2 separate regions of the Cricetulus griseus genome follow, and region 2 is linked to region 1. The links are chromatin contacts, called in public Hi-C maps. All regions are on one chromosome and are shown on one strand. Each heading gives the region's core, a stretch centred on a gene start, on an enhancer-like site or on the middle of the called end of the contact. The rest is flanking DNA. Distances are from core to core; before and after follow the strand shown. Region 1 overlaps Pacsin2 (protein kinase C and casein kinase substrate in neurons protein 2). Region 2 holds the start of Pacsin2 (protein kinase C and casein kinase substrate in neurons protein 2).

Region 1 (2,540 bases), core at 21-2,520:
TAGCTGAGCCTGGAGGACCTGGCAGAGCAGGACCATTAGTGTTTATGAACTCTCTGCTTGGTGTGAGCCTTGGCACATACCACAGTCTGGCAGAAGGAGCTTCACTGACGTCTTCTGAAGCCTGCTGGGCAGAGAGCAGCAGCTGTTGTGTGATACCTCCTTTCCTTTAAGAATCAAAAGGGAAGGTCTAGTCTTTCTTTCATTGACTGTGGTTCCAAAGTAGCAAGTGTTTCTGCTTGAGACTTTTCTCCTGTAAACAGACTGACATGCCTTTCTCTGGGCTTCGGATCTGTCTTCATTTTCACTCTGAGGCCCGATATTCTCTAATCACATGTCTGCTGCTTTCTGACAGGAAACCGCCTAGGAACTAGAGTTCTACTGCAAATAGAGAGGTGATAGCCACAGATCTTCCCAGAGCTACCTCCAGTAATTGATTGGTTGGTTCCAAAAATACTTGCAATTCTGTTCAGTTTAAATGCCATGGGTTCTTAGGGTTGATACAAGACAAACATTTGGCAAAATGAGGTTGCTTATTCTCTGCATGTGTATGGGTCAAGGAGGGTGGGTGAACTGAGCAATCTGCTGGGTGGGTGGGTATCTGCTTTACTTTATTTTGAAGGGGTTGGGAAGATTGAGGGAGTTCAGGACTTCTAACTGAGCCAGCCCCATGCCTGTGACTGGTGTCCAAGGTGTGCTGGACCTTCCTACTGCTTGGGGATCTGTGGGTTGGGTGGGGTGTCTGTCATACCTTGGTATGGGCTCTTCATGCTGGTGTGGCTCCCACCTTCACTGGGATGGTAGAGGAGAGATTGACCCTCACACCAGGCCTATCAGGGTGAATAGGAGTTGACTAGGAAGAGCAGTCTGGGGCAACAGTGTGTCATACTAGTTGTTCACAGAGGCTGAGGCCACTGGAGAGGTAGGTTGGCCATAGTATGAGGCCTCTGAGGGTCTTCTGTTATTGAGAGCAGTTTGAGAACATGAAGGTGAGGGTGGTGTGCATAGCCAAGAAGTGGTCATGTGGTAGTGAGCATATGAATGCCGTCAAGGTCCCACCTTCTGGCTGAGCCATGGTATCCTCAGTGTAGCTCACGCAGCCCTGGTTCCGCTTTAGAATTTTGCCTTTGTTGAGGTTCACTGCATGAATGTTCGTCTCTGTACTCTTAACTAAATATGTAAGATCTTACTCATCTGGTAAAATTAGACAACCCGTAGACTTCTCTTTACTCTGCCTTGTTTCTCCACTGGGGAAGAAGCCCGGGAGACAAGTAAGTGTGTCAAGGAGCTGCTGTTCTCTCAGCACTGAGGACAGTGTGAGTCACTAGCTCTGCTGGTATTTCAGTACTGTTTATTTTTAAACAGTTCTGTGCAAGCAGAGTTTCCTCATGGTTTCTGTTACTAAGGCTCCATAATATTTCCTTAGGTCTGTGTGCCTGTGCTTTCACACACTGGACTTTCTAGTCCCTCAAGCTGTCTCCTGGTCAGGGTAGGAAGCAGTGTTTCCCCAGCTGCAATAGCAATTCTCTCTGAATGGGAAGAGTCCATTGTTGCTTCTGAATGTTGGAAAGAAGGGGCTGGTCGGTGGAAGGCGCTGTGTGACTCAGGGCTGCCAGGCCTCCCATCTTGGGGCTGAGTGAGCAACTGTTCCCTCTTCCTCAAGGCCTTTACTTCCAGGTCTCCTGGTTGAGAGTACAGATAGGCTGGTTGGCTTGGGAAGTGTCGGTTTTACATCCTGGCCCGCCCTTAGTTCTTGGGATCCTCAAACACAAGTGATTTTTTTTTTTTTTTCCCTCTTACACTTTGTTTAGAGGCAACCTCATACTGTAGTCCAGGCTGGCCTGGAACTCATTACATAGCCAAGGCTAGACTCAAGCTTTTGGAACTTGTAGCAATCCTCCTCACTCGCCTCTTGAGTATTGGGATTGTTAGTATGAGTCACCATGCCTGGTTTTTTTTTTTTTTTTTTGTAACAAAACATAGAACCTATTTCTTCCTCATTTGGCATGGTATTAAGTTTGGACATGAGTAGACAGAGTCCTGAGGACAAATTAGAAATGCCCAAGTTATACACATTCAGGATTCCTACACCAATTTCTCTTTTTCCTCACTTCCATATTCCTGTCATATTTCTCTTGCTCAGTTCCTCTGATTTGTCAGCAAAGACAAACTGACTACTGCAGAAGGAAGGCAGTTTGTTAGGCTTTTACTGGACTCCAGTTGCAGCCCTGGGAAATGCCTCCTCTTAGGTTACTAAGCTATTATCAGATAGGAGCCATTCTTCACCTCCCTGGCTTCGTTTTCAGGAGTGTTTCAGTTACTCTTACTGGTCATTTATCTTTGAGGAGGTTCTTTGTTTTGAGATTCAGTCTTTAAAGACAGCCTGTTTGCTAGCCCTCACATTCTGGCCATATTTACTTTGTCTTCTGGCCCATGCACTTGGGATGGTTCTGTAAGGTTCTTCTCTGCTCTTGGAGAAAGTGTATTTCCTAGATGATTGTCCAGGGTCTAAAGATAGGCCCAGAGGACTGTGTGGAAGAGGC
Region 2 (2,540 bases), core at 14-2,513, 51 kb before region 1:
GGGAAGTTGAGACAGGTTCTCATTATGTATCCCAGACTGACCTTGAATGTCTCTGTCTCCCCAAGTGCTGGGATTATAGGCATATATCTCCATATGTAGCTTCATTTGTTCATTTGTGCCAGTATCTTTCGGTGTATCCCTGGCTTGCCTGGGCCATTTCCTCTTTTTCTTCCAATTAGAGTCTAATTCTGTTGCCCAAGCTAGCCAGGAACTCTCAGACATTCTTTTGTAGCAGCCTCTTGAGTGGATTACAAGCCACTATCCACCGCCATTTACTCTTTACTCCACATAGTACCCAGAAAGTTACCTGCAATCAATTTCTCAGACCCTTTCTCGGGTATCTCTGACAGTGTGAGGCAGTGCTCAGGAAGTTATTAGCTTTTTTGACTCATTATCATTTCCCTCTGTTCCTGGGGCTAACGCCTTATCAGGCAGGACTACTGTGAGAATCAAAATGTCTGTGCATTGCTTGGTGCCCTGAAGGCTTGTCCTCTGGAGGGAAGTTTCTCCACTCCACTTCCTCTTCTTTTTTGTTTATTAAGACACTGCTCTCACTATGTAGCCTTGGCTACCCTGGAACACACTATGTAGACCACGGTGGCCACGAATGCAAAGACACCCGCTTGCCTATGCCTCCTCTGTGTTGGGATTAAATGCGTGCCCTACCACTCCTGACTTGGAGGAAACTTTTTAAATAAAAAGAAGTGTGTGTGTGTGTGTGTGTGTGTGTGTGTGTGTGTGTGTGTGTGTGTGTATGTTTGCCCTCACCACGTGCGTGCCTGGTGCCCACAAAGGGCAGAAGAGGGCGTCAGATTCCCTGGATTGAAGTCACTGACCGTGCACATGGGTGCTTGGACTGGAACCCGGGCCTTCTGGAAAAGCAGCAGTCTCTGCAGATCCGATGAAACTTTCTTAAAGTTCACCTTCTCTAAATTCTCGGTCAGGCACCACAATGCTCCTGGTTGCTAGGAAAACCACGGAACTCTGGCCTGTCTAAGATAAAGTCCTACAGACCCCAGCCTCAGGGCGGCTCCTGGGGAGTGACCCATGCTGGCCTTTCAGCTGCATAAGTAGGCGCTCCTCGTTTGACTGACAGGGGAGGCCGCTAATACTCACCCAGAGTAGTCCCCTTGAGCGTGCTTGGGGGCGTGCTGCCTCTGCTCCGGTCTGCCCAATCCGGGGAGCGGAAGGGGTTGGAGGGCGGGGCCTTGATCCCGGCAGCCAATGGGAAGAACACAGCGGGCGCGGCGGGGGCGGCGCGGTCTTGGCTGGCGGCAGAAGCTGCCGCGGCGGGTCTGGGCAGGGCCGGGCAGTGAGCTCGGCTGGAGCGGAACGGGAAGGGGTCGGAGTCGCAGCCTGGCCGGGCGGCGTTCATAGCGGGACCCGAGGCCAGCGGCGGTCGAGGTGAGGGGTGCGCCGCGACGGTTGAGACGCGGGTCGGTGGCCGCGCCTACCCCTGTCAGGCCGCGCCGGGGCCGAGCTCGCGGGGGCGCGCCGCTCGAAACTTCTAGTCCGCGCGCAAGGGGCCACGCACCGGCGGTAGGAGCGGGGGAGGCCCCAGGGGCGGCCGGAGCGGGCCGGACCCATGCGGGCGTACTCCTGGGGTGCTTTGCGGACTCCCATTTCCGTCCTTCCCACGCTTGGTGTCTTCGGTGGTGAGTGCCAAGCCTGCCTGGTGAACATGACCTAGGGGTGTGTGGAGAGACAGGAAAGGCTGGATGCTGTCCTTTTGACTTTCATAGTTTTCTAGACACGTTGGATCCGAAGTGTCAACTGCCTCTCTCCTCCAGTGGGGCTCAAAAGCCGCGTTCTTCTCTCCCTAAAGACTCCAGGCTTGCGGAGGCCCCCCTCTCAGACGGTCGGCTTTTCTTTCTTCAGGACTGGATCAGAGGGGCTGGCAGGGGACCTCATGGCCTTAGAGATTAGACCTGGAAGTAGGCACGCCCCAGCGATGCTGCGTTCTTGTTGGGTCCTCAAGGGAAGATGACTTTGGTCCGGGGTTTGCACACCATTCCTGGCTCTTGCCGTCTTTCCTTGACCGCAGCTGCCCTGGGGTTTTGTGATTAAGGGGAGTAGGTTGCTGACGGTCTCCAGGGCTACTCATTACGATGTTTAACAAACACTCCTGCTCTGTTCTGATGTAAATCTATTTAATCCTGAATGGTAGATGTGAGCTCACATCTTCCTCTCCCACTGCAGGTTTTTCAGTTTGCTTAAGTTCTGTTCTTGTGCCCCTAGGCTTGACAGCTTGGAGCCCTTCGCAAAGGGATCATCCAGGTGGGCAGTGTTCTGTGTTAGACCCCCTTTTCCGTCGTAGGGTATTTGAGCACTGAATGAGTGCCAGTCTAGTTGGGATTCTTTTTGATTTACTTGGAACACTTTTGGTTTGTACATTTACATTTAACTGTAGAGTTTGGCAGTCTCCTGGTGAAGCTATCCTGAGCCATGAGGCCATTACATGAAAAACTTGTGTGATGTGTGTTTTTTCCCCTGTGGTCTGGAGACTTTAAAGAAACTGACCATTAGGCTGATGGGTACTT

Evidence for each region. A called contact is a pair of places that touch in the nucleus more often than the background predicts.
Region 2: a Hi-C map of fibroblasts shows a contact between it and region 1, with 1.6 times the contacts expected there. The contact joins the promoter of Pacsin2 here to the enhancer-like site in region 1. A contact is called at or near these places in 3 of 8 Hi-C or Micro-C datasets (the CHO-K1 cell line and fibroblasts).

What each region holds. Positions count from the first base shown.
Region 1 is chr2:380,313,806-380,316,345 of CriGri-PICRH-1.0, reverse strand. All of the region lies in intron 1 of Pacsin2 (protein kinase C and casein kinase substrate in neurons protein 2), which reads left to right. Among named protein-coding and RNA genes, the nearest start is that of Pacsin2, 51 kb to the left of the region's middle. Within about 2 kb of position 1,270, at least 5 of the 6 cell types and tissues checked have open chromatin away from gene starts, as enhancers often do. A contact at or near this core is called in the CHO-K1 cell line and fibroblasts, where this site is marked.
Region 2 is chr2:380,365,000-380,367,539 of CriGri-PICRH-1.0, reverse strand. Pacsin2 (protein kinase C and casein kinase substrate in neurons protein 2) reads left to right here and starts at 1,263. Exons shown (of 10, transcript XM_027396120.2): 1 at 1,263-1,404.